Regions from separate parts of the Mus musculus genome. Here all the other regions are linked to region 3. The links are chromatin contacts, called in public Hi-C, HiCAR-type, HiChIP or PLAC-seq and promoter capture Hi-C maps. All regions are on one chromosome and are shown on one strand. The core of a region is the stretch at or near the end of the contact, and the rest is flanking DNA. Distances in the headings are between cores, read along the strand shown.

Region 1 (5,852 bases), core at 1,195-3,694, 2.3 Mb after region 3:
CAGAAGTTAAGTTTATGATATGACTCCCAGCACCAGCCAATTATGTTGAAGGTCACAATAGCTTTCCAATTCGATGCTTACTATAAAGCCTTGCCCCACGATGATGGTGTACAGGGAGATGGGTTGATTAGGTTAGCTCGAATAAAGACTCTGCTGTGAGTTGCATCAGATGGGCTCCTATCTTGGGATAGGAGATGAAGGGGGATCAAACACTTCCTTGGCACTACAAATGCAGAACCTAAGGAGAAAGTCTGAAGATGGACCAACATCTTTATCTGGCTGACAGTGGAGAGGACCTCATAGCCAGGGCTGGGACCTCCAGGTTTCCACATCTCAATGTGAACAGTTCTGAGCTTTGTCACACTGTTCTCCCATCTTAACCAAAGCCTGTGTTCCCCCATGAGTCCACTAACAGGAGTCAGAGGCCAAGCAGGCAGGAGGCAACAGGGGCAATATGATTGTTTTCTTAACTCTCTCCAACGCCCTGGGTACAGTCATTTTAGCTCAAGCCTGAAGGGCGTTTTCTGAAAAAAAGAAAGTGCCTTTTCAGCACTCCCAGTGTCTGATTTCAAACCCTGCCCTCCCCGCCTGCGCTGGCACTGCCTAGACTTCACTCACTTCCCACAAGTCTTAGTCAGCCATATGACCAGGGTAAAGGGATAGGTCTGTTGCACAAGGCCTGCTCTTGTTTTCCTTCAAGCCCCCAAAAGACAGTTTAAGAGAGTTTATGAGCAAGAAGCAAGACCTCTAACAACTCTCCAAAAGAAAATCTGTTCATCCCTTAAGAGGCACTGGAGGAGAGAAAATGGATTATGTAACAATGAGATGCTATGGGGGCTTTTTCATACAGGCAAACAGCCCATACCTCAGGGCTAACACCAGGGCAGAGCACCCGGCAGAATTCTGGCCGCCCCGTCAACTTATTAAGAGCAGTTATACATGGTGGGATTACTTTTCACTCCATTCTAAATATGCAAACTCTAAGAGTTTAAAAACTAAAAGCAGCTCACACAAAACTCAAGTGATTTCACTTGAAGCAAGAGGGCATATTGGCACTTTGAAGGACATTAAAATCCATGTTCCTACAATCTCATAGTATTTACAATGGTGTTGGCTGCCACTCCGCTTCCAGAAAGATAAGGTTTTGCTCTGGTCACCTTTTTGGATGAGTTCTAAGCTACCCAAACTAGAATCTGTGGTCAGAAATCTCAAGTCCAAATCAAAGTTCATTTATTTTTATTTAAACAAAAAAGTCTTGCCCATATCAACAATGGGGTTAGTAAACTGAGGCACGTTGGGATTGCTTCTCTGAGTCACAGATGAAAAGAGTCAATTTCAAAGAATTTGGGAATAGGTGGGTGATAAGGGGACTATGTCACACTCTAATCAATGGAACACTATTGTCAGATTACTTTTTATAAGTAAAACCACGATTTCTTTTTCTTCTAATCTGGATTATCACATAAATTTGATTGAGGAATGCTATGCCTAAACCAATAAAAGATGTTTTATGGAATTAAACATCTTACAAAGAAAGATAGGGAAATTATAGCTCTTTGCTTGAGGAAGTACAGTCCTGAGCCTTAATAAGGTTCCCCTTTTGCAAGACTCTTGAGTTGACTTTATTTGCCTCGTGAAAGGAATGTTGTAAAGAATGTCTATATAGCCTCCGTTATCGATAACACAAGATTTTTTTCAATCCACAGAATGGAAAATACAGTTCATGGTTTGTTCCATTCAAGTCCAGGGATTAAAAATCAAGGTCAAAGATAAACAGTTTTTTTTTTGCAGTGGAACACAAAACCAACCATTGCCACAGAATAAGGAAGAAAGTGAAAAGAGGAGAGAGAGAGAGAGAGAGAGAGAGAGAGAGAGAGAGAGGTTTCATAAGACTGAGTTTCCACCCCATCCCTACACATCTACAGGAGGGAACCAACTCTGGCAGAATTCAGCTAGAAGTGGGCCAACAAAACTCAATAACAACCTGCAGAACTGGGGTCCATGAAAGGAAAGGTCCTCACGTGAAGAACGGCTCCTAACCCATATCATATGTGGTTTCCGTCTCATGAATCATAATCTGCCCTTCTGTCACCTCAGTGATTCATGCACAGAATCGGAGATGCAATGAGCTGTCCCCACCTTGGGACACTGGTTCATTCCCCCAGGTTGGAAAATGAGCATCATCTCCAACAGGCTCCATCTCACCCACCTCAGCCCTCCATGCCCCCGAGGCCCTGACGAGACTGGGTGCTCCCATCACCAACAGTAGCTCTCTATTCCTGGACCCTGCCTCTGCTTACTTGGCTCTGACAGCCACAAGCAAAGCACTTACATTTTTGCCAGAGCATGGCTTGTGACAGGATGTTGCCTTTTCTCTTTGAAGCAGACAGTTTGGCTTCTTTAATGTGACTGGGCGTGCTTTCCTCCCGTGGAACCACCGTTTACTCTGAGGCTGTTTCTTCAGCTTTTTAAAGGCCCGAGTTCCCGCTGAGAGGGGCCACGTCATCACATCCTCCTACCTCAGGCAGAGCTGTACTTTTTTTTCTTCAGCAACACCGCCTGTCAACCCACTGTGTGCACCCCCAAGGCCCCCACTGGCTGGAGAGTGCTTGAGACACAGGGCCAGCCAATTGGGACTAACCACCATACAGCACAGGAGGCCAAGGCCATTTGCACACAGCCACGGTGTTATGCCACATAGGAGGAGCATGAGAGTCTGTATGAACGCAAAAGGGTGGACCATGAGGTCAAGGATCAGCGCTCCTTGAGCGATGAGGGGTCCAAAGGATAATACAGACAACACCGAGCTTTCTCTGGCACTCACATACAGTTCCACACTATCAGGCCATTTACAGGACTGACCTTACCATTGGTCCCAGCTCGACGGGAAATGCGATTCCCAGGGGTCACTATTCTCACCATGGGAGGAAACACCTGCCCTCTCTTCAAGCCTCACTAACCAGCCTCCTCGTTCTCGGTGTTGCTTTTCTGTTTATTCCACTTTAAAATGTAACGGCTCCTCCCCTGGCCCCAGTCCCTGGCAAAATGGCGGCATGTAATATTGTTTAAATATAGGGGTCCCTGTTTCAGACGGTTGGTTATGTACACAGAAAGGGGGAACCGACTCGCTCAAAGAAGAAACAGAGACACTCAGGCTTCTTAACTGAAGCTGATTTCCCAAAGGTGACTTAATGGATTTAGGAGTACCAGCTTATCATAATCCTAGGACCCCAACACGGCTAATGGAAAGCCTCTCAAAGAAAGAGTAATGGATTCCCCATCCGCAGTACATACAGTATGGGGCTACATTCTGCCACTGTGTGTCTGAAACAGACTCATAGGCTCCATTCCAGTGACCCAGTTACTCTCAGGTCAAGATCATATGGTTATACCCCCGGGGTAGTCCAGAGTCCTTGCTGGTTTGCCTTCCATGGTGCCTCAGAGTGATCTAATGCATTCTGGGTCTGATCCTTCATTCTCCAGTGTTAAAAGCCTTGCCCTAAAGGACTACAGCTCAGTAAGGTAGCACTTGACTGGAATGGGTAAGCCTGAGGTTCACACTCCAGTACCACCCTTTAGCCACAGAGCTGAGACACTAAAGCCTTTCACAGTGAGCCAGTTGCAAGCTCTTTTTTTTTTTTTTTTTTTTTTTTTGGTTCCGAAACAGGGTTTCTCTGTGTAGCCCTGGCTGTCCTGGAACTCACTCTGTAGACCAGGCTGGCCTCGAACTCAGAAATCCACCTGTCTCTGCCTCCCGAGTGCTGGGATTAAAGGCATGTGCCACCACGCCCGGACGTTTTTTTTTTTTAACTTATTGGCCTCACCTGCTGGTACTCTCTCCCTGTCTTCCCCATCTGAAGAGAAACCCAACCCCATTTCTTTCATCAAGGTCCTACCAATAACGCCATGGCAGGCAAAACAATTTTGTGACTCACCCCCTGAACTTCCTGGCCTAGAAATGATCAGTCCCCTTCTCTCTGTTCCTAGGGCATTATGCCCGTTGTTTACATCATGTGTAACTGCCACATGACGCTGTAGGCACCTCATGGAGGCTTTATCTTTGTGCCTATGTAAGACAGAGAGTATGCTAAACCCCCAGTAAAACTTCACCTAATCAAGTTATAAATTACACCTCTAATAGATGGTCTGCTTGAGGAGAGGTCTTGAGGAGAAACACTGGTCACACAACACAATAATCCAACAGAGAAGCCTCACTCCTAGATAGATTATCAGCCCTCACTCCAAACCATCCTAGATCACCATGATGAAGGAAGGGACTTGCTGACCTGCTGCAGGGACGACATACCACAACCTGGACTAGCAGAGCAGGTGGCAGTGTCACAGAGCCTCGGGCTTTACTGGGAAGTGTCCTCCCACCGGGACTGGCTTGCCTGCAGGGGGTGTGAGTTCCCACCAGTGCTCTCCCGATCACTGGCTGTGTTCCCTCAAATATTCCATGCAACTATTCTCATCTCGGTTTCTGAGTTTATGAAATGAACTGGTTCTCCAGATGTCGCAGAGTCCTCAGGAGAAACAGAGGCCCTTCCTATAGCATTGCTCACATTTTGGTTGTCTTATTCTAACACCATGAATTAAGATTTATTTTTTTATTTGTCTCGCCACAGACCCAGCATAATGAGCTCCACAAAGCAATCAAAATAGCGACTTGCTGTGGCAGTGTTCTGCCTCACAGTGATATTATAGATTCAGACAGCGAGGAAATATTTGTAAAATATTAACATGAACCTGTCATGTATTAAGGGAACACAGCCAGTGAGCAGCAGAGCATTGGTAGGAACTGACGTCTCCTGCACCCTGAACCTGTCGCTTTAAAGCAAGCCCAACTGTCATTCAAATATTGTAGTATAACAAAAATATCACAGGGCCTACAAAGCCCCACATGAGCATTGCTCTTGGAGGAAGTATTTGAACGGAAAGTGCTCCTGGGAGGATGTCACAGGAAACACTAGAGGATGTCTGTCACACACGGGGATCAAGTTTATTACGGGGATTTTCTTAAACCTGGGAAAAGAAAATTCCTCCAGAACAAACTATCGGCACACTTGCACAAGTTCAAAAAATATAATTTATATTAATCACACTTTGTATGTAATAACGTTTTGTGTGGTCCTAGGGGAACTCCAGAGGGCACTTAATTGCACTGTTGCTACTATTGTAAAAAGAGGAACACAGAGGTCCAGGCAATCTTCTCTCAGATGTGTGGGACCAAAAGCACTGTAAATCTCAGATTCTTTTCAGATCTTAGAACACTGGCATATATAACAAACTATCTTGATAATGAAATCCAGGTTCCCTTATGCACGTTCTACATCTTACACAGACCCTGAAGGCAATTTTAGGCAATATTTTTAGTGTATCTGTACTGGTCCTAAGTCTGTCACATGAGCTCAGGAATGACACCTCCCACTTGCGGTATCATCAACATTTAAAAATTTTGTGATCTGTGGACATTTCAGATTGGGGATTTTGATATGAGGAATAGTCAACTCAAAAAAGACGATAGATAAATGTAATAACCCGGTGCAGAAAAGAAACCTCAGTTCAACCTTAAAGCAGAGCACCACCTTCATTCTTAATATGAAAACAGAAATAGATATTTTATCTCTAAGCCAGATAAATTTGGACATCTCTATGGAGAATAAGAAAATAATATTTTTAAAGTATAGAAAATAGAAATGGTACATGCTAATAGTACAGAAGCTGTAATGAATGTGAAAATACTAAGTTCACTAATTAGAAAAAAAATTCTAGATTAATTTGAATATTTCTAAGATCTAACAATATAACACCATAGTCATGAGCAAAGAAGACTGACGGGAAGTTTTCAAATA
Region 2 (5,226 bases), core at 1,983-4,482, 2.3 Mb after region 3:
CACACAAATGCCCCAGGATGTTAGCTATGGCTCAGGCAAAGACTTCTGGGAGAAAAGATGCAGATTTCTTCGCTCTTATCCCTGTAGACACCAGGCTTCTAAAGAGCCTGTCTTCCAGTCTGTGTTCTCTCTGGAGAACTCAGTCACCAGCACTACTGTTCTTGATATTGTCAAGGGAAAACTGTGACCTTAGGCCCCCTCTGCTCAATCCTGTGTGAAAGGGGAGCTGAAGAAATATATTTAGTGTAAAAGAATGAGACAGCACGAGGGGAAAGAGAGGCATGTATAGAGTCAGAGAGAAAAGAGAGACAAGAAATGAAAATAAGTGTCAACATGGAGAAAAACAGGGGACAGAAAAGGGGGGGCAGAATAAACAAAACAGCCAAAGGACAACAAGGAGATCTTAAAAGCAAGACAGAAAGGAGGACAGCAAGGGAAAACATTGACTAGAGGAAAGAAGGATGTGGTCCCAGGGAGAGGGTTTCTCTCAGATCCCCTGGTCCTTTCTCTGGTCTGGTCCTCAGGCCTGGCTTTACAAAAATAGAGTCCAGTGGCTGATAAACACCAGCTGGACCAAATACAACCACATCTCACCCTACTTCTCCACCGCCAGATGCTACTTCAAGTGTCCCCAGCCCTGACCCTTTTCCAGATATGTGGCTCCACCTGCCTAGCAGACAGGTCTACCCTGAATGCTTGTATCACCCCCAGAGACCCTTTAGCTGAGCTGTTTGTTAGATACTCTATATCTAATATACTATGTCTGATATATTTTTAAGTTTTCAGACTTTTTTCTAAAGATTTTTTAATCTAAAGCTTGGGTTTTTGTTTTGGTTTGGTTTTGGTGTTTTTTTTTTTTTTTTTGGCTTTTGTTTGGTAGGTTTATTTTTTGTTTTGTTTGCACTTCAGACAACTCGGGGATTAAAAGAGAGAGGCCTATACCATCACTTTATCTGCATTCCTGGAAACCTCCTAGTTATTTGCAAAGGGGACCCTTCTGTCCCCCTGTGACATCTTGACCTGACATTCCATATCACTCCAGTCTCTTCATCCTTCAAATCACAGGACAGAGAGCAACTCAGGCAGAGCTTCCAAAATACACATCAGCATGGGTCGGAGTTACTCATATTCATGAGGGATCCAAGAAGACAGGTTGGTTCCAAATTCCTCCTACCTCTCTCCTCAGAGCCTTCAAAAGAAAGAAAGAAAGAAAAAACCATGCCCTTCCTCTAAAGGAAGCAGGAGTTCTATGAGGTAAAAAGTCTGGGGTTCGAGGAATTAAAAACAAGCCAAAACATAGGAATAGGGATTGCCACAATGCAGCAGTGGAAACCTGGCCTAAAGGAATCTCAGGTGGGTCAAGGAAGCTGTGCTGGTCTACAGCTCCAAAGAGCAAAGAGCGCTGATGTTTAAGGACTGCTTGCTGGAAGCCCAGTGTCTGTGACCTAGCAGGAGGGAGGATGCAGACTGGACAGGCAAGCCTTGTGGCCAGGCAGGGCCAGAGGGATACAAAGCACAAAGTTTTGGCCTCTGCCGTCCTCTGACCTGCAGCCTGGGCCCAAAGTGGCTCTTTGCTGTGCCACACCCTCTGTCTGCCATGTTCATTCCCCAAAACCTGCCATTTCCCCTTAAAATGGAGAGTGGACAAGAGAGATTCAATGTGGCTGTCCAACCTGGTTCAGGTGGTCCACAGGGAACAGCCTAGGTCAGTGGGGACTTCAGGGCAGCCTTTGAGGCACTAACATAGAGCATCTTTGAGGACACCTGCTCTGCCTGTGGGCAGGTGGACAAAATGTTTAAAATAGGAGAAAAGCAAGGGTCAGGACCCAAAGGGATCTCCCTCTCTGTTTCTCTGGACTCTCTGTGAGGTGCCTGTGTGCAGGATTTCTGCAGAAGATAGTCCATTTTGTTAAGCCTTTGAATATTCAAATTGAAAGTATCGCGCAATCATTGATTGTCAAATCATGGGTTTCTAGAGGTTTTAAATACTTGGCATGAGGGGGAAAAAACTCAAACCTATACCCGAAGGTATAAAACATTAATTCTGTGTGTCTCCTGATCCAGGGACCTGGGTGCTGCCTCGTGTTTTGTGAAACTTTAAAAATGTCGCATCTCTGCCTTTCTCCCTGCACAGGAGCCTTCCTAGGTGCTGAGTCTCTGAAGCTGCAGCATCCAGTCTCCAGCCCAGCTCCTGCTGACCAGGATGTCGGGTAACTCAGATGCTTTTCCAGGGGTCGGGTCATGAGGGCCAGGGGCACTTGGATCCGAGTGTATTTCCTCTGCTTTTCCTGCGTATAACAGAGAGGCACAAAGTCAGGGAATAATAGTCAGGGCCGGGCATGGATCCAGAGAGGACGCGATCCCGCTGTGTCGGGTCCCTCTGGGTGACTGCCCCCCAGAGCAGAGGCCCAGAGACCCATAAGGCCACTCCGGACAATCGAGTCCCCCACGCCCCTGCCTGCCCTTTCACTTTTCCACCTTGGAGTCCTGGGAATTTGGAGGCGCCGACCTTGTGAGCCCAGAAGCGGCGGCGCGGGGGAGCTAGAGGCTCACGGTGAGCCCTGGACTGGAGCAGGACGCACCCGGCAGGGAACTGGGCTGGGGCTGGTCCCGCGTGGACCCCGAGGCGCGCCCGCGCTGCCTGCAGATCCCAGAGCCGACCCAGACAGTGGGGATGGGAGGAAAGGAGACTGGAGCGGAGTGGGCGCGTCCTGGCACTGCAGCAAGACAAACCGATGCCCAGGACCGGGAAGAACAGCGCACTAACTTTCCTTAGGGATCCTAACTTTCAGGATCTGGCTCGTGGGTGGGGGTCTCCCTGCTGTCCAGCCGCGGTCCCTACACTAACCAGGCGAGGCGCTGGTGGCCTGGCACTGTCTCCAAACGCCTAGGCCAGGGGCCACTGTGCTCCGCCCCTCCCCGTGATTCTAATAAGCGCTCTCTCCAGGGTCAAGGTCGGGTGGGAGTCACACTGGGCTTCTAAGTCAAACTCTATTCGGAAAGTGCCTCTGCCGGGTCTAGCCTGGCCTAACAACCAGTCAGACCTACTCACTGCGCTCTGCCGGGACCCCAGGCGGTCACCGGTCCCTCCCAGCCGACCCCCGCCTAGCACAGCCGGCTACTTGGGCTCTCCCAGGTCTCCCGGCCCAGCTCTGCCGGCTCAGGGGCGGCCCCTTCCGGAGGGCTGCCTCTAGGCGACTGCGCGGTCCTAGGGAGCCTCGGGATGCCATTACTCCAGAGCTGCAGCTCTTGCTGGAGAACTCTCCACAGCTCAGTTCTCCAAAAGCCTGCACCGGAAAGGGAGGGGGTGGGAAGAGATGAAGAGAGCGACAGAGTCGGAGACTAGAGGGAGGAAGGGGGTGAGGAAGAAAAGACATTTTTGAAAAAGAGAAAGGACCGACAGGAGACTATTTCCCGATCTTGGCTCCTTTTCTGGGGTCAGTGCAGTAAGTCCTTAACAGGGCCAGGACAGACTGACTGCCCCGACCCCTGTAGCTTGTCGCTTGTTTCAGGGCTTGCTTCCAGACCAAGGGCACCACAAATAAAGGTTGTACTTCCCCAGAAGCCATGCCTGGATTGATAGAGGAATACAGTGGGGCGGGGGGCATGGGGAGAGGGGCTGTTGTTCACATTATGGTGAGGTCCGCGAGATCAGTTGGAAACAGAGAGCACCCCAGATCCACAAGCTGAGCCGGAACCCCAGATTTAATATCGTAGCCAAAATAGCAGGCTTGTTTGACCTCCCTCCACATTCCAGAGCAGAACAGCTGGTACTGTCCTGAGGATGGGGCCCAGCTAGGGATGAATAATTTCATAGATGCCCACAGATACTGTTCCCACTAGGACCCTGAAGCACCTGCCTGTGCTTAACCTTTTCTAGTTTGAGAAATGTGGGTATTTTTTAACGTTATCTTTTCTTTCTTTTTCTTCTTCTTCTTTTTTTTTCTTTTCTTTTTCTTTTTTCATTCTCTTCGTGTGTTCTGCAAAGGTAGAAACTTGGCCTTGGGTATCCTAGCCTTACCAAGGGAACCCTCACTGTATCCCCTTGACACCCAAGCTTTGAAACTGACCACTAACCCTGTTGCCTCTCCCCAGAAAAACCTAAGGTGTATCAAGGCGTCCGTGTGAAGATGACCGTGAAAGAGCTTCTGCAGCAAAGAAGGGCACACCAGGCCACCTCAGGGGCAAACGTAAGCACCACCCTCTCCGTCTCTGTCCCTCCCAGTCCATCGAAGGCTTCGTTCAGCCCTGTGTCAGGGAAGATGCAGAGGCCACCCATAAGCACAGCCCTGTTCAGGGATTCTTACATCTGTCCCCAACTTCCCAGGTCACCATAGGCAGCCACCAAAACCTGTGGGACATGGTGTAGGGCTCAGGACTGTGGGAGGCTCACCTCTCACTGCTCATAGCTGAGTGGGGAAGGCTTCTTGGTCCTCTGCAAGGAAGAGAGGCAGCCAACAGGTTAAATATGTTTTTATAGTGTTAAGAGAGTATAGATACAGCCCCAACAAACTCATTGAAAAAAAATTATCTCCCAGAAACCCACCTAGTTTCTCTGTAATTTAGGCTCTGAGGTCATGTATATGAAAAACCAGCAGTCACTGGAAGTCTCTGGAAGAAAAGGCCTCTCTCTCTGGAATACACAGAACTATGACAGAACTGATCTGGGTAGTCATAAGACACTCTGACACCTCACATTTATAACCCAAGTGCTTGGGGCAGCTGCAGAACCATGTAAACTAGGCGTGCTTGTCCACCGAGAGAGAGTTCAATTTGAAGAGCCTTCTACACGTGACACTGTTAGTGCTTGTGGGTAGGTGTAGGTGTGGAGGGAGGATCAGACAGGATTCCAGTCATCTATGACTTCACTGGTCTGGTCAGCATGTGATCCTGTGCAAGTTCCATGTTGGACTTCATGAATGGAACTTTGGCACCTCAAGCAACAGGAGGGAGAAATTATGGAGTGATGGTGAGATAGGTTTCTGAGCCAGAGGACTTGGGCTTAGTTCTCAGTGACTCTGTGGCACGTGTCCTCCGATACATTGACTTACTAGAGGCTTCTTTGTCTGTTCCCCTAATTGTTCTGTTGAAAGCTAAGAAGAGTTGTATAAAGGCTAAATAAGTGTTTAGGGGCATTCTCCACAGAGAGTGCTCAACAGATCACTAAAGTAAATTCCAACCAAGGGTGGATGGGCCGTTTGCACTAATGTGTATTACACCTTTCTC
Region 3 (5,344 bases), core at 1,023-3,522:
AATCACAGAACTGAAAATAGTGGGAGGCTTTTTTTGTATTCCAAGTTCAAAAGAGGTTCAATTTTTAGATGCTTCAGCAATATTTGCAACCCGAGTATACATGAATTGCAAGTAGAGTATGAGGAAAGGCATCACAATTCCAAAACAGAATGGGAGGCATGCTGGAATTCATGGCACTGAAAGCAGAATCTGAACAACAAAGATGATTTTAAGGATGAAAAGCAACAACTTGAGTTTCTAGGCATCAAGAGAATAAGTTACCTTGTTAGTGGGGCAGAAACATAATTATTCCAATTAGAAAGGCCCTGTCATTTCCTTAAGGTTTTCTTAACAAGGCAGGACTTTCTCTTCAGGGGATATGCTGACAGTATATAAAGCCCCTCCCCACCCCCTTTCTTACATGAAGGAATGACATCCTACTTGTATCTAATGAAATCAGGGTTGCTATTAAGCATCCCATAAAATCTGAGGAAAGAAAACATGGAAAAATCCTCATAAAAATTATCCACTTTTCAATGTTCATACTACCAAACTCCAAAAGCCACTTTTGAGGCTATGATCATGGAATTTTATATGGATCACAAGACTGCTAAAAGTCGCAGTTCTTACCTAAACAATACGTATAGGTGGGGAGAAAAAAAATCATGTGAGTCTACTTTTAACCAATTTTGTATGAGCCTAATTTTAAAATTACAAGAAAGCTAAGTTTAAAAATCACAGGTATAAATTTAACTATCCAAGTCTGATGAAGATGAAAACATTCAAAACACTAGTTTTTGTATTTAAGTTTCTCAAAAAATGGACAGTAGAATCGTACAGAGCCTCTTAAATAAGTCCTGCCTAATGTGCAATTTTTATTTTTTGGACAGGGCTGGGCACAAAGCAAATGTTCGTAACGGCTGTGGAAACTATGGAATGAGTCCTCATACTTCGACCACTTTCTTTTAGAGATGTCCCAAATAACGTTTCAAAGTCACTGTCCAGTTTTGAGCCTAAGAGGCTCTTGTTCCCTACAGAACAATCCCTTTTATTCTTTCACAGGACAAACAACGAAAACAGTCTTTTCCAGAGACAGTATCTCCCGACCAACCAGTGGTCTATGAACAAACCCTTTTCGAAAATGGAGGAAAACGAGGGCTAGAACGTGTGCAACCAGAAGTCAGTCGTCGTACCTCCTAAATATTTGCTCAAGAACACGACACGCTGCCGTTCTGAAATATGCAATTGGCGTTTCAAGCCACTATGGTGGGCCAGGGGTGTGGGGCCCTCCCTGTGTCCCAAATTCCCAGTGCTAAGGTCGGGTTATGGGTAAGGGCGTCGGAAAGTCTTTCCACAAGGCTGGGCGGCCGGGGAAGCGGGGGTCCCCCCGCCTTTTCCTTTATCAGTCCCGGCTCTTGACAAGGGAAAGGGTAGGGGACACGCAGCCTCGTCCATCACGCAGGCGACACTCCTTCAGGTGTCCCAGCGGGCCTGGCTGTGCCTCGGAATCCAGGCCCCAGGTGTTCCCCGCCGAGCTTCTTTCTCCCTTCGGCTGCCCCCATCGCGCAGCAGGAGGAGAAGGGACATCCCTACACCGAGGAGCTTCGACTGTCCCAAGGCGCCGAGGGACCGAGCCTCTCCGCTAGTCTGAACTTGGACGGGAGCAGACCACTCCTCAGAGCTTCCCCACCCCGAGCAGCCCTCCCCCTCAGCCCCTGGTCTTTCCGTCCCCTCAGCCCGGGTCCGATCACCCGCCCTCCCAGGCCGCCGCTTACCCAATACCAGCCTGGCTACATCCGAGGGTAACAGCATGATCCGAGCTGCACAGGGAGCGGCCTGAAGGGACGAGACTCAACTCAAAGCAAACACGGCGACAGCCCCGGCGCCGCCGCATCTCCCGGTTCCACTGGAGGTGCTGAACCCGCGGCAATTTGTCCCGCCTCTTTCGTGCCACACTAACCAATCGCTTCCGCGGGAGACAGAAAGGCGCCGAAATGAAACCCGCCTCCGTTCTCCTCGGAACCGTCGTCATTTCCGTCTGCGGAGGGTTGTGGCCAGAGAGGACCTGGTGGCCGGCTGTGGGAGCGTCGGCCCCTGGGCGGAGTTGCGGGAGCGAGGGCAATCGCCATTGGTGCGCACTGCGCAGGCGCGTTTCCTCAGGCCGGGAGACTGTTTTGAGGGGAGCGAGTGTTTTGAGTTGGAGAGCGCGTGATGCCTACGCGCAAGCGCAGTCGTGCGGCGGCGCATGCCGACTTCTTCCTTTGGGGCACCCGTGCCTTACCAACTTGCTGCTTTATAGAGCCGGAAGCGGGAAGGCGTGCGTACAGAACCAGCTGCTAGATCCGTGCACGCGGGAAAAGGCGAAGCGACCTGGGTTTGCATTGGCAGGCAGAATGCAGCGGTAGGAGCGAGGGACGAACGCTCGGGGACTTCTGTGAGGGGAAAATTCTCTTCTGAGCCCATCTTTCCTCAGCTTCCGAATGGCTCTTACCCCTTCTCTGCAGAACGGCCGTCATCTTCTCCCTCTTTCTGCAGACCCTAGATGGAGTGAGCCTAAATCTTCCCTTCTGCACGTCCCTCTTTCCTATCTGTCATCTTAAGGGTTCTGGTCGATCTAGATTTTTTAAATCTCATACTTTAGTCTCAGAGCGTTTATTTATATTTAAGCTACAGGTTTGCACATGTTCGTAGTTAAGAGCACTGGCCCTTGGAAATCACAGTCTCGTATTCTCATTGTCAGTTGTATTGCCTGTGTTGTCTGTAGTAGGTAAGTGGCAGCCACTCTGAGCCTTTGAAAATGTTTAACCTGCGCTCCTTCCCCGGTCCCACCCCCGCCACCTGGCACAGATAAGTAGACAGCTACTTTTTCAAAGCGACAATGTGATAGGAAAAACTGTGTTAGCCGAGGAAGGACTGGTTCTGTGGAAACTGAGCCTGAAAGAATCGACTTTGCTGCTAGATCTTGCCGGGTGTAAATTCTTCTGCAAGATGGTAGCGAAGCTTTCAGACAGAAGGAAGTGCATGGAAAGGCACAAAGTGTAACGAGCTCTTGTTATTGAGTGATACAGATTTTGCAAGTTTCCAGTGTATTGAAGCCAGAGGAAGGGATGAGAGCAAGAAGAGGAGGAAAAAAACAGTCATCAAATAGATTTATAAAGCGATCGTAAGAGAAGACAGTAACAGGATGACAGTTATACTGAATATTTGCTGTGTGTGTGTGTGTGTGTGAGAGAGAGAGAGAGAGAGAGAGAAAGAGAGAGAGAGAGAGAGAGAAAGAGTGAGATAGTAAGAGAGAGAAAGAGAAAGTAGGTGTGTGGTGGGGGAGAGGGAAACAGAAACGGAAACGAACTCCTTAAAGTAGATACTGGTATCATTTTCTCATCTAGCATCCAGAAAACAGGTGCCAGTTTAACCAACATGTTGCAGGTTGGATAACTGTTAATTGAATGGACCTGGATCCGAACAATACAGCCTGACCATAGAACCCACCCTTTTGCAACCCAGGCTAGCCCCTAACTCACAATTGTGCTGCCTGAGCCTCCCCTAGGCCTGCAATACCTGACTGAGCCCCAGTGCTTTTTACCACTAGCCAAGACTAACATGCCACAGGTGGGGTTATTTCTGGGAAGGGGAGATGTAATTATTGTCAAAATGCATCAACTTGACTGAACCCTCAAAAGGAAGATTTGATTTGTCTGTTCAGGGGCTGTTGCTTAGGAAGCTTTTTTAGTTGAATGTTGGGAGCTGAACTATGTTACTTGTTTTAATGTCTCAGCATTTGTTCACTTGATAGCTCTCTTCATCTAGTTGGATAGCTTTGGTTCTGCCACCCACCACTATTTGGTTGGTTGGTTTGTTTGTTTTTGAGTCAGGGTTTCTCTGTTGCCCTGGCTGTCCTGGAACTCTTTCTGTAGACCAGGCTAGCCTTGAATTCAACAGATCTACCTGCCTCTCTCTCTTTCCTTCCCTCCCCCTCCTCCCTCCCTCCCCTACTCCCTCTCCCTCCCTCCCTTCCTCTCCCTCTCCTCTCCCTCACTGCCCCCCCCTTTCTGCCTCTTTCTGCCATTCAGTTCATTCAGATCTTGCATTTACTTAATTCATAACAATTTAATCTAAATGATAAACTGTTGTAATTTGGGGGGGGGTATGAGCTTCTTTAGCTCAGTGTGGCATTGATCTCACTGAGGGTGACCTTAAACTTCTATCCTCCTTTCTTTACCTTCCCACTGGTATTGGGATTACACTAATGTGCTGTGGCACTCTCTGTTCTCTTCTTTTGTTTTCTACTGTATTTTGATTTCCTTTGAGGCATAAGTTGCAACTTGGAACTATGGATTAATACTTGTATCATCACCATTGTCACCAGATGTCTCCAAGAGGGTAGGCTGTGTATCAGTATGGTTCAGTTATTTTCTAGCTGTCCATAGCATGCCTAACCTGATACACTGTACATGTGAAACAAATATTGTTTGCTGTTATCAATGAATGTTTTCCTTTTTTTTTTTTTTTGTTTTTTGAGACAGGGTTTCTCTGTGAAGCCCTGGCTGCCTTGGAACTCACTTTGTAGACCAAGCTGGCCTCGAACTCAGAAATCCGCCTGCCTCTGCCTCCCAAGTGCTGGGATTAAAGGCGTGTGCCACCACGCCCAGCGAATGTTTTCCTTTTATAGAGATAATACTGAACTGTTTCATTTTATTCAAAATAATAGATTACCATGCTAGGCAAAGCACACATTTGAGAATTAGAGCCTAATTTTGATATACTTTAAGAAAATGTCCTATAGAAATGTTAAGAAAAATTATTGTGCCTTTGATCACAGTGTGCCTCTGCATGTATAGTTAGGTTTAAATGTGTAGTTAATGTCTAAAATAGTTACGTACAGGTCTAAAGTACAGCTTACTGGCACATCACATGTTTAGTATGCTTAAAGCACCAAGCCAGTCCTTAGCAAAAAAAAAAAAAAAAAATCAATGAAATTTGTATATTTCTTTTTACAGGTGAGGATGCATGTTCTGAAATCTTAAACCATGAGTCTAGCACTCAATGATCTGCTCATTTGCTGCCGGCAGTTAGAGCATGACAGAGCTACAGAAAGAAGGGTAATATAGTATTTGAAGTTGTTTTTCTTGAAGCAAATGTGTGATAGGTAACATAGTATGTTATTATTATTATTATGTTTTTTTATTTTCAGAAAGAAGTGGATAAATTTAAGCGCCTGATTCAGGATCCTGAAACAGTTCAACATTTAGATAGGCATTCTGATTCCAAACAAGGAAAATATCTGAATTGGGATGCTGTTTTCAGGTATCCTCTTTGAACTTGTGTTTCTTTTTCTGTTTTGTGATGCCATTTTACTCTTTAATTT
Region 4 (5,871 bases), core at 3,233-5,732, 2.8 Mb after region 3:
CACACACCAACCAACCTTGCACACATACCCCTCTTCCCAAATTTGGCAAAAGGTATAAGCCTAAATATTCAAGTAATTTACTGAACTCCAAACAAACAAACTAAAAAAGAAAAAATTCATACCAAAACACAGACTGTCAAAACCTTTAACCCTCAGCGGGATCTTGCGCATTCTACCTAAATTAGACCGTCTTAAAATGCTCCCCCACTGCACCTTGTACTTTTCTCCTACTCTTTCCCAAAGAACTGTAAGTCATGAAGCAGACTAGACTTGGTCACTGTCCCATCACGTAACACAATGCACAATGTACACTAAGTGAAAGCTGCTACTAGCATAGGTGGAATGACAACTGCACAAACAATCCTTTCAAAGAGGAGGCCAGACACAGGAACCTGGGAAGTGCGGGGGGAGGGGGGGGGGGGGGGGAGAGCACTTGCGTCTGCAGAACATGGCAAGACTCCATCTCAAAGAAGAAAAATGAAAAGAGAAAAGAAAGAAATCAGCCTCCTTTTGGCCGTCAGTAGATTTTTGTCCCCTTTCAAAACTGGCCCCAGACTTACCTCTTGGTGGATGTGAGTGCTACCCGGTCAGCCAGCCCTTACCTTGTTAGTCTGCAGAATCCGTGCATGAAATGCAGCTGGCCAGGCGTGCAGCAGCAGGTAAGCATATGAGCGGATGGCATACACGGGGGAATATTCCCATGTCTGGAATCCCTTCCCGTAGATGAGGTAGTGTGTCTGAAAGCAGAAACAAATGTGTCATCCTAGCAAAGCCCTCCAGAGGGCTCACAGGTGAACAGCCTGTGTTGAAATTAGAGACAAAAAATGTTGAGAATTAACACCAGTAACTAATGAAAACACATTAAGAAAAGATACACATGACCTCATATTTTTAAATGAAGACGCTAAAATTTTACTGGATTTATTTTCTTAAGATAATGTTTAACCAAAACAGGAAAACTCTAACTCTTTCATTCCTTAAGTTGCACACACTAAGCACCTTCTGTTTTTGACACAAACTGTGATCTGGTAACTTCCAAATTTTCTGTAATAGGAAGTCATTAAAAAAAATACATAATCAAAAAAACTCAAGAAACAACACTGCAAGTGGACTATGAGCAGCACCTCTGTCCTAGTGAAGGCCACTCACCATGACCCAGAGCAACCTGGAGAGGAAAGGGTTCACGTCTTCTTTCTAGTACTATTATATTTTTCATTATTTAAAACAATTTTCGAATTCAAATATATTTTGCTCCTATCCTTCCCCTCCCCTGTGCCTCTAGATCATCTCCCCACACCTACTCATCCAACTTTTAAATTCTTTCCCAAAAGAAACAAAGACTCAGGCTGGAGAGATGGCTCAGCGATTAAGAGCACTGAATGCTCTTCCGAAGGTCCTGAGTTCGAATCCCAGCAACCACATGGTGGCTCACAACCATCCATAATGAGATCTGATGCCCTCTTCTGGTGTGTCTGAAGACAGCTACAGCGTGCTTACATATAGTAAATAAATACATCTTTTTAAAAAGAGAAGAAAAAAAGAATCAAAGACTCAATACAACAACAAACCTAAGAAAACGAGATTAAATCACACTCAAAAAGGGAAAAACAAACAAACAAACACCAAACTGTAACCAAATAAAAGCACACACAACAAAACTGGAGTCCATTATATGGTGGTCAACTACTCCTGAGCATGAGGCCTGTCCTGGAGTGGTTGTATATCCAGTGTCACTTTACTGGACAAAACTGATTTTCCCTCTCTCAATATGGACAAATGACAGTTTACCTTTATGTTAGTGGCTAGGTTTTCATTCATTCATTTTTTTTAAAAAATCAAGATAAAATATAATAAGATAAAACAAAAACTACCACATCGAAGTTGGACAAGACAAACCAATAGATGGAAATTCAGTTCCATGTGACAGTTAATCATCAAATGCAGTGAAGACAGGAACTCAAGCAGGGCAGGAACCTGAGGCAGGAGCTCAGGCAGAGGCCATGGAGGGTGCTGCTTACTGGCTTGATCCCTGTGGCTTGCTCAGCCTGCTTTCTTATAGAACCCAGGACCACCAGCCCAGGGATGGCACCACCCAGAGTAGGCAGGACCCTCCCCCATCAAACACTAACTAAGAATATGCCCTACAGACTTGCCCTACAGTTGGGTCTCATGGAGGCATCTTCTCAGTTGAGGCTCCCTCCTTTTCTAATGACTGCCTGTGTCAAGCTGACATAAAACTAGCCAGCACAACAATTTTGGCAAACATAAGAAGAAATAAACTTAGAAAGGTGGAAGAATGTGGCTTCTGTCTAAGAAATGGGACTGACCTGAGGAAAATGCCTAAGTTTATTTCCCTCAAGTTTTGGAGTAATCATTAGCTTTAAAACCTATACCCACAAGTATTACTTAGACTTGCAAAACCATTTAAAAGATAATTGTAAATATCACCTTTGAGTATACCAGCTAAAGGTCATAGACTTTAATAGTAATTAAATCAACAATATGGGCTTTCTTTTAAGACCTATTTTATTTGCGAGTATATCTGCATGAGTGTAGGTATACATTTGTGTGCCTAGAGACCAGATGAGGACATCAGATTAGTTCTATTTTGAGACAGGGTCTCTCTGTGTAACCCAGGCTGGCCTAGAACTCATAAGAGCTGCCTGCCTCTGCCTCCAGAGTGCTGTGATTAAAGGCATGGGCCACCACGCTGGGCTGTCATATTTTGTCTTGGAGCTGAAGTCGCCTAAATTTGAGCTGCTGGGATGTGAACTATAATCCTCCTTACAACCATAAACCAACAGTTTTTAAGATATAAAAATGAAAACAATGTATTTTAATATTTTCCACACTTACATTCTACATGTTTAATTTGTCCTAAGTACCAAATCAAGATCAAAGGCCAAAATCCCAGAACTAGGGGCGAGGGATGTAGCCCACTGATAAAGTATTGCTTCAAATGCCCAAAACCATGGGTTAGATCCCTAGGATTGCAAAAACTAAAGCCCAGCTAACGAGATCACCTACTGGTTCCCAGTAGTTGAATGTTTCATCACAGTCCGAGATGTTGCTCAGAAGGGCTGCGCACAACCTCGCTGAGAGCAGACACTTGAAAGCAGTGGATCCTTCAGGGGCCCAGACTTGCCCTGCTTTATTTCCAGACCTGCCCAGAAGGAAAAAGCAAAATCAATCGTCTTATCAGGAAGGTCCTGCTAGGGAAGACTAAAACCCAGACAGGAAAGACAGGAATGGCAAAAGACAGCGCCGCAATAAAACCATTCACCTAAAAGAACTAAGGCTTTGTTATCCTTGAGAGTGAATAAGGAATTGCGTTTCCAATCGCACCGTCCACTTCCTGCTTCTAAGGTACACACTAATTCATACACCTTGGCCTGTTTCACCTCAAGCCAACTAATCACTCGCATGAAGACCACAGTGCTCTCTCTCTCTCTCTCTCTCTCTCTCTCTCTCTCTCTCTCTCTCCATTTCTTCCTTAAAGTCATTCCTTGTCATGGCTTTATCTCTTCCCTCCTCCTTCAAATGAATGAGGCTTAATATAAGACGCACGTGCAGACCGCCTCTGTTCCCATATACTAACAGCCACTTTAACGCAGACCTAACCTACAGGCTACCGGCTGCGAGGCTGAGGGGTTCTAGGGCTGGAAGCCTAGAGGGAGGGAGAAAACAGTAAACCGCAGTGAGACTCAGATGTAAAAGGCATACCAAGGGCTCTCACAGAGGTTCTGCTAACTCTACCAGCACGAAGCCTGCTCGTGTGGACTTGAACCCGAAGCATGGCAGACCCTGGCTGCAAAGATGCAGGGATCTGCTGCGGAGGGGCGATGATCGACGCCAAGTGGGACGCTCCCACGAGGGGCAGGAGTAAGAGCGCCGGGTGGCAGCCGAGATGCCGGCGGAAAGCAGACCCCCGGCGAGGAGCAAAGCCGCACGGCTCGCAGCAAAGAGCAGACCCCAGGCAAAGAGCCCCAGCTCGCAACGGAGAGCCGACCCCCGGGTGAGCGCAGAGGCCCGGTGGGGAGCCGACCCCCGGGTGAGCCAGAGCCCCCGCGGAGACCCCCGGGTGAGCCAGAGCCCCCGCGGAGACCTCCGGGTGAGCCAGAGCCCTGGAGGAGACCCCCGGAGCCGCCCGACCCACCCGCCGGCCACGCCCTCCGACCGCACACGTACTCTGGCCGCGGCTCTGCGCCTGCCTCCCGGCTGCCGAGCTGTTCCAGCTTCTCCGCCGCCGGGCCCGCATCCCCACCGCCGCCGCCACCGCCGCCGCCACCCTTGAGGCGCTGCCGGGCCCTTCGGCTCGCCATGCCCAGCGTCGGGGAAAGGATAGAACTCGGCACGCTACGAAATCGGCGAAGGCGCAGACATTGCTTGGCTGGAAAACGGTGTCCGCCGAGGGACAAAACGCCTCGACATGCGCAATAAAAACTGAAATACTGTGCCAATGGACCAATTGAGGCGAAGGCCGGAACGGCAGATTTCGCTTGCTCTCCTACTTCTGACTCTGGGTATTTCGTCCTTCCTTTATAATTTGCTTCCTCCACTTCTCAGCACTCCATCTTGCCAACGCTACAGTGTAGTAGTGTGTGGAGGTATAGCACAGCTGCCTACCCAAGGAGAGGTCTCTAAAAGGTTGCTTTAACATTTAACACCTTGCCTTGTCTTGTTGAGAGAGATGGAGGCAGCTAATAGTTCCTAAGAGACAAACCAGTGAGGCCAGGATTCAGACTGAGAAGTGAAAACCTGAAGAAATGCTACGCAGATCGTTCAAGCAGGCAGATGTCACTGACGTTGCTACAACACGGCTGGCTGGAGGTGATTTTTTTGTTTGTTTTTGGTTTTTTTTCATACATGCTTTTTAATTCTCTCTGCCTCCTTGCCTTTACTGCTAAGGAAACCAAGGTCCAAAGTTGCTTGGGTAATAAATGGAGGAGCTATATTCCAATTGAGAATCCTTTACAAACACATACTATTCTCACTACATTAACAACAAAAAAAGAAAGAGAGAGAGAGAAAGAGAAAGAAAAGAGAAGGAAAGGAAAGGAAAAAATAGAAAAGAGAAGCTCTTGTTGGAAGCGGGTTTTTTTTTTAAGGGGGGGGGGGGGCGTCCAGACTTGGTTTCAGGGGCCTTTCACAGAGACCCTTTACAAAGACAACTCCAGCAGATTGCTCACCCAATCCTGACAGCAGTGCTGCCTACCAGTAGAAATGCATACAGGATTCTAGAGGGAACATTGAGCTTGACAGAGTTAAACAAAAGGTTATAATGCCACTTCCTACATCGTAAAAATGGAGACTGATCATATACACCAGTTCCCACACACAGTCATTAATTACCAAGCCCACATCCAACCAGTAGAACACACGTGTATCCTTATGTAGCCTTTGATGAAGACTAAGGAAAGAACAGTAAGGATGTGAGCAGAGAAGCGCTTTGGTCAGACAGGCCCAAATGTCAAGCCTAGCTCTGACACTTAGGGTTCTCTGACTTCAATAGCCAATGATGAAAGATAGCAGTATCATGATGTTAATCCCAAATGTGTAACACATGTGATAAAACGCTCATAAATTCCACAAAGTCAGAAAGAGGAACTGAAAGTGTGGTGTATATATTGAAGTACTTGTTTTGTTTGTTTTTTTCTCAGGATCAAAAAGCTGAACTACAATAAAGTCACCAGCCACCAGTCTGAAGGGGTATTTTTGTTTGGTTGGTTTGTTTGTTTGTTTTTTATTAGATATTTTCTACGTTTACATTTCAAATGTTATCCCCTTTCCTGGTTTCCCCTCTGAAAATCCCCCTCCCCCTGCTCACCAACTCACTCACTCCTGCTTCCTGGCCCTGGCATTCCCCTACAC
Region 5 (5,980 bases), core at 1,203-3,702, 2.9 Mb before region 3:
TTGTGATGGCCATGGGGCCTACCCTTAAGAGCGTTTCTTCAGTGAGACTACTTTGGAGAAAAGTAATTTTTCATTTGTAAATGGCTATAAATTGGAGATAGCTTCTGGGTTAGGGATGGGCACATGTGTCTACCTCTCTTTTCTGCTCTAGGACTCCATGTGGTGTAGACCTGTGCAGCTCTGTGCCTGCTGCTACAGTCTCTGTGAGCACATATGTGTGCCAGTCCTGGTGTTTCTAGAATGACCAAGAATATTTTTTTAATGTTCATGTTAAGGTTAAAGTATTTTTATTTTCACATTTAGTTTAAAATATTTTCTATTGTAAGTGCAAACTATGAAATTAGAAATACATGCACCTTAATATTGGAAGACAATGCAATTTTAGGTTCACCTGATAGCCAAAGTTTTTAAAAAACCATTCCAAATACACTGATTCTGCCAACAAACATACACTTGTATACTGTGTTGCAAGGAATCAAAATAGTTGCTTATTACTTCAGATATAGTTTCTTATTTGTTTGTGTGTGTGTGTTTTAAGCAGAATATAGAAAACCAGAAAGTTCTGTCTGCCTCATCTTTAGTTCTTCCCGAGACATTTTCCTCTCACTCAGTACGTCACTGAACTTGCCATCCTTTGGCCAGGTTTTAAAACCATAAATAGACCTCATTTTTCAATCAGTAACAAACTCAAATTACAAACGGGGAGACACCATAAAATGCATCTTTCATAAACATCCCAAGAAAGCTACATGAAAACAACACTAAAGTGGATGATGTCTTCTCCAGCATGAGGTGAATCCTTAAGTCCTAAAGGAACAGTTCTAAGTATGTAACACATTAGTGCCCTTTATTACGGTAACATCAAATCGGAGTACTGCAGCATGACACTCTCTCCCTCTGCAAACATGAAAATGCCCTGTAATTTGTGTGAACTATTCGGTACTCTAACTTATAAACTACCTCCTTAAAAGAGCGGCTAAGGAGCTCCTGTTCCGTGTCTAGGTAGAGCCTACACTACTTCACTCAGTTAAGGACAAGCTTGACTTGGGTGCAAGGGTGGGCAATTCACAAGTCACATAACAAAGTATGTAATCTTGCAGAGAATTTTAACAAGGTGTTTAAAATTCTTTGGAGACAGCATTAAGACAATCTTGCTGGGGAGAGATTTTCCAATTTACACACAGAAACAAAATACATAAATTCTGATCGTGGCCTGGTGATTATCATAATTTGGGGAAATAACCGAACTTGTGACGTGAAAATACAACCCCAAGGCTGTAGGAACTCTCTCTGAGAATGGCACAAACCAACACCTTTTCTGGCTCTCATCAACACGGGAAGTGGCTTGGACACCCCCCAAACATCATCCTACCCCCACAGGAAGTGAGTTACAGTTCCCCCTCCCCTATGACAGCATGTCTCCCTTCCCCCAACCGGAAGTGAGGCGCCCCCATTCAGTGGGCCTTAAACCAAGACAAACCAATAACAGCAGCAGCAAAAGAAGGATGATCTTCAAAGGGGGAAGGACATCTCGACTGTTGCCACCCCCATGCTCGTCTTGCTTACTAACCTGCTGACGGCAGGAGCAGGCAGGGGCCTGGGGACTAATGAAAGTCCCTTGCACAGAGGACAATTCCCTCAGCCCCTCGCAATCGCCTTCACTCTTCACTCCGTCGTCTCACAGCTTGACAGAAATTCCTCCGCAGTACTTTATTTTGGTGTCTTTTCTTACTCTTTACCTAATCACTTAGTCACCTCCAGATAGGTAACTTCTTTTAACGTGGTAATACTGAGAATTGTTCCGTTGAGGAGAGACGTGAAATGTTATACCCGATACTTTCAGAGAAATGAAGGGATTATTTTGCCCAATGCGGCGAAGGACTACGTGACCACGCAAGGTGAGACACACTTTCGCGAAGGTTCTTGGGAAATGTAGTTTTCATTTTCATTGCTAAGGCTCTCAAAAAATAGTGGGACTTAAATTTTAATTACTGTATACTGGACTCTTAGAGGATAGTTATTCTGTACTAGACGAATGGCTGACTTAAGGTGATTCGGCCCCGAAAAAAATCCAAATCTGCGCTGTTTCTTTCCACTGGCGTTTAATTGAACCCAAATTCCCCGTCACATGGACTCAAGGTCCCTGCCGCCCCGCCCCCTGGCTTTGGCTCCACCCCTCAGCCAATCAGACTTTCTCTAGCTCGTGTTCTCCGGATATTGGCACTCAGGGAGGCGTGGCCTCTTGTCAACTCCTCCCATGGGGCTGAGAGTAGAGCTCGGAGACCGCCGAGGTTTGGTGCGGGCACGCGCGGGCGAGCGCGCGCGGTCTGAAGAAGTGAAGCGGCAAGGGTGCGCGCGGCGGGGCGGCGTGCAGGGTTGGGAGGAGCGAGCGGACTGGTGGGCTGGGCGGACGGAGAGCGGCCGGGAGCGCGCTGTGGACTCCGCGGCCGCGAGTAGTTAGTTAGTTGTGTCAGTTGCTCGGTGGAGGCGGCCGCGATCACCAGAAAGGGGACGGGACAGGAGGCAATGCTGAATATCGCAACGGCTTGTGCTCCCCTCAGGTAACGGGGGCAGGGTTGCCCACGTACCCTCCGGTCCCTTTCCCACACGCGCTGGCTTATGGGGCCAGGGTCGCCGAGAGGTGAGGACGCGGACCTAGGGGGGATCGGGACTGGGTGGCGCCGCAGGGGCTCGGCAGCCCGTGCGTCCTGCGGGGCGCGGGCTGCAGTGCCCCGGCCACCCACGCGCCCCGCGGGCGCCGCGAGCCCTCTCATGCCCCCCACCGGCCCAGGCCTCGTTACCCTGGCTGCGATGGTCCCGGGAGCGCGGCGCCCCCCAGAGGAGGGAAAGTTGGAACCTGGCGGCTAGGGACTTCCCGGGGCTGGGCTGCGAGGCTCCAGGGGAAAGTGAAGCCTTAGAGGAGCTGGAGATGTGGAGGCTGGGGCAAGAAGGGCTTCTGCCTAGTCTGTATGGTCGCCTCACTCCCAGACTTTGGAGGATCAGGCTCAGCCTTGCCTCAGCAGTCAGGACGGAACCGGTGGCTCTGTGCCTGCTCACTTTACGCTCTGGCCAGGGAGCCCCTAATGTGCGCAGGCTTCCTAGGTTGCTTAGGGGTTTGGGATTTTGAGAGGCTGGGTTAGACATTTGTTTTTCTTTGCCCTTTGGCTTATGGGTTCTTGCCAATTTCCTTTCCTCCTTCGAAGAGGACTACCCATCTGAATTGGGTCCCCTTCTCGTTATCCCCCATCTTATGCTCCATTTGTTGGAGAGCTTGATTTTGTTCTTGGACTTCATTAAGGACTGCTGAGAGCAATATCAAAGAGTAGTCCGCCCTCCAGTCCCCCTCCCCCAGGCCCCATGTCTGCAGTCCAGTTTTTAAGGACCCAAATTGAGGAACCAGAGCTGTGGAATGGAGTTATTGGATGGCTGGTGTTGAAGGATAGAGATGAGTTAGAGGAAAACTATGATTTCATCTTTATTGGCCTTACTATAGAAAACCCAGTACATTTTTCTTTGCCTCTGTTGAATGTGGTAAGAGTACACTCTCAATTAAATACTTGGTGACTTACATAAAAGACTATTTTTAAGCCACTGGATGATGTGCATGAACTGCTTTTTCACCTGAGTCGGAATTGCTTTGAGTATTCTGTTTGGTGGCCTATCTGTTGACTTGATCTTTTTCTTTCTTTCTCTTTCTTTTCTTTCTTTCTCTTTTTTTTTTTCAGCCACACTGTCCTCCCTTTATCTACCTTGGCAAATTAAGTATGTAGTCAAGAGAACACATATTGCTCTCTGCAAAGAGGAAAAAAAAAAAAAAACCCAGAAAGCCCAAACTTGAATTATCCACAAGGGTAAAACTTTCCATGAGCAATCTTGGATACTCACTTCATGATGGCTTCTTTTGTAATCTCAGAGCATTTTAGATCTTTCAATTCACTGACTACCCTAATTACTTTCCAAAGTGCCTGGCACTTTCTTTGGTGACTTTTTCAGTAAACTATAATTGCAGGTGAGGTACATTTTCTTGGCTTCCAAGTTAGGAGTTAATAGCCTTATCACAGAGATTAACAGTTAACAATGGAAGCAGAGTTCATACTACTGCAAGTGAGTTTTGGCAACGATCAGGTCACAAACTATGTGAAAAAACAAAGATCCCCTCCCCAGAGTTGTCAGAGGGGAAGAAGAGAAAATATTTTATCGTGTCTCTATTTGGGAGAGAGTAGTATGACTATGTTATGTGGGGGAAAATGGCAAATTATTTTCTTTAAAGCTTTTTGATTTGTGGTCCTCCTTTCTCCCACCCTTTCTTTAGGGACTGACATTTATGTTTGGCTAGTTTCCAGTGTTGTAAGGCGTGTTTTGGTGAGAGGAAAAGATAAGCTTGATTGAGTTGTTAGGGTATTGCTTATTCATTTTGTTTAGTAATAGTGCAGAAAACTTACACAGTGGTGTTTAAACCCCATTAACATTCTGTCAGAATTTATTTTTAAGAGTCTGTCCTGAGGCCCATAAAGAAATAATGCCACTTCATAACTGTTTTCTGACAGTCACATTAAAAAGTACGTTCCTGAAATGCATTATATGTGAATGCATATAAACATTTATCTTTGTACATTTATGGTAATGTAAATATTTAAGTCGGAGAGCTTAAAAACTTTTATTTGCTTATTTGCATACATGCCTTTTAACAGCCAGCAGTGCCAACCATATTTGCCAAAGAAGTATCAGCCATAAATTCAGGCTTTGGCACATTTCATATAATAACTCTTCTAAATTGCTCCATGGTGAAGCATCATGAGATTAGCATTTGCTTCAGGAGAGAGATTTGTTGTTGTTTTTAACCGTAATGATGTGCTATTTAAGGGGAACAGGTGCTGGGCTCTAGCTGTTTGTGTTGTAACCTGCCAAATCCTACTCTTTTGTTGGATGGGTTGTTAAAGCAATTTAGGAACCACATTGTGGCCCCTGGCTTGCCAAGTGTGAGTTTGAGGCTCCATATCACTTTTGCTAATCCCCATTTTTTTTTTTTCTTTCAGTGTAAGAGGCAAGTGTGGATGTGAACTTTATTTTCTCATTTGTCTTTTACTGTGATTCCTATGCCCCAGTCTAGAACTTCTGATACAGGCTGCCTCCCTGCTAGCTGGGTTTTCCTTGGAGAATTCAAATATTGTTGTAACTTTCAGGCCAAGTTCACATTTGTCTGACAAAAGACAAGTATTTGAGTGTCTTCTAAAGTGTTAGGCCTGGTGCTAGGACCTGAATATGTGTAGAATGATGCAGTTTTTGTCAGCAGCTTATACCTTAGGAGGAGAGCTAGCTGGTAACCGGTGGTTATAATACGGTGTGATATAGGACAGGTGTGTGCGCAGGTGCCTGTGAAGGAGAGCACAGGAAGGCTCGTTGACTCAGACTTGGATTCTTGACTGTGGGGGAAGTTCTGGAATCTTAGTGAGTTATTCATTAATCTTGAATAATATATGAATCAACTAAGTTCAGAAAGAGGAAACATATATTTATCCTCATGCAATTGTATTCTTTAAAAAAGGAAACATAAGCCATGTATGTTAATTTGAAATTTCTAGTAGTTTTAACAAATAAAAATTCAGATCAATATAAAGCGGTATACTAAGATATTTAATATTCTCCTTTTCATACAGGGTCTTAAGAATTTGGTGTTGCTTTTTACATCTTAGCACATTCCAATTAAGACTAACTACAGTCATATACTCCCTTCTACACATCAACAGCACAGCTTTAGAGCAGAGGCAAATGAAGTAAAAACCACTGATTATAAAATTCCCATCTTAGGAATTTTAGCTTCCAACTTGAAGGCTGTGAAGTTTTAGTTGAAAAGCAAAAACAGGGCTGGAGAGATGACTTTTCAAGAGGACCTGGGTTCAATTCTGGGCACCTACATGGTGGCTCACAAACATCTGTGGCTCTAGTTCCAGGGGATCTGACACCCTCTTCTGGTGCCAGA

What was found. Promoter capture Hi-C pulls out the DNA fragments that hold promoters and counts their contacts. Hi-C and Micro-C count contacts between places; a contact is called where the count stands out from the background. HiCAR-type assays count read pairs that join an accessible place to other places. HiChIP or PLAC-seq counts read pairs in DNA pulled down with a chosen protein or histone mark.
Region 1: a contact with region 3 is called in a Hi-C map of B cells, with 5 read pairs. The contact joins the promoter of Pou2af1 here to the promoter of Atm in region 3. A contact is called at or near these places in 2 of 39 promoter capture datasets (the C10 cell line and pre-B cells) and 1 of 484 Hi-C or Micro-C datasets (B cells).
Region 2: a HiCAR-type map of astrocytes shows a contact between it and region 3, with 3 times the contacts expected there. The contact joins the promoter of Colca2 here to the promoter of Atm in region 3. A contact is called at or near these places in 2 of 39 promoter capture datasets (cranial neural crest and pre-B cells) and 1 of 115 datasets of contacts at active chromatin or transcription factors (astrocytes).
Region 4: a contact with region 3 is called in an H3K4me3 HiChIP or PLAC-seq map of pro-B cells, with 7 times the contacts expected there. The contact joins the promoter of Alg9 here to the promoter of Atm in region 3. A contact is called at or near these places in 5 of 39 promoter capture datasets (erythroid cells, frontonasal cranial neural crest, hippocampal neurons and 2 more), 3 of 115 datasets of contacts at active chromatin or transcription factors (embryonic stem cells and pro-B cells) and 1 of 9 other capture datasets (liver).
Region 5: a promoter capture Hi-C map of erythroid cells shows a contact between it and region 3, with 32 times the contacts expected there. The contact joins the promoter of Peak1 here to the promoter of Atm in region 3. A contact is called at or near these places in 3 of 39 promoter capture datasets (erythroid cells, liver and pre-B cells).

Annotation. Positions count from the first base shown.
Region 1 is chr9:51,210,282-51,216,133 of GRCm38.p6, reverse strand. It overlaps Pou2af1 (POU domain, class 2, associating factor 1), which reads right to left and starts at 2,444. Exons shown (of 5, transcript NM_011136.2): 1 at 2,333-2,444. The coding sequence starts at 2,348.
Region 2 is chr9:51,276,560-51,281,785 of GRCm38.p6, reverse strand. It overlaps Colca2 (COLCA2 homolog), which reads left to right and starts at 3,232. Exons shown (of 5, transcript NM_001195681.1): 1 at 3,232-3,446; 2 at 4,096-4,190. The coding sequence starts at 4,131. Gm32819 (a long non-coding RNA gene) reads right to left here. Exons shown (of 9, transcript XR_003948163.1): 2 at 4,547-5,226; 3 at 4,394-4,435; 4 at 1-4,248.
Region 3 is chr9:53,533,599-53,538,942 of GRCm38.p6, reverse strand. Atm (ataxia telangiectasia mutated) reads left to right here and starts at 2,272. Exons shown (of 63, transcript NM_007499.3): 1 at 2,272-2,380; 2 at 4,977-5,078; 3 at 5,171-5,283. The coding sequence starts at 5,007. Npat (nuclear protein in the AT region) reads right to left here and starts at 1,896. Exons shown (of 18, transcript NM_001081152.1): 1 at 1,755-1,896. The coding sequence starts at 1,791.
Region 4 is chr9:50,773,836-50,779,706 of GRCm38.p6, reverse strand. It overlaps Alg9 (asparagine-linked glycosylation 9 (alpha 1,2 mannosyltransferase)), which reads right to left and starts at 4,482. Exons shown (of 15, transcript NM_133981.2): 1 at 4,189-4,482; 2 at 3,028-3,163; 3 at 603-737. The coding sequence starts at 4,322. It overlaps Gm38476 (a long non-coding RNA gene), which reads left to right and starts at 4,168. Exons shown (of 3, transcript XR_379372.3): 1 at 4,168-4,830; 2 at 5,661-5,709.
Region 5 is chr9:56,414,522-56,420,501 of GRCm38.p6, reverse strand. It overlaps Peak1 (pseudopodium-enriched atypical kinase 1), which reads left to right and starts at 2,452. Exons shown (of 7, transcript NM_172924.3): 1 at 2,452-2,561. Hmg20a (high mobility group 20A) reads right to left here and starts at 1,883. Exons shown (of 10, transcript NM_025812.3): 1 at 1,571-1,883.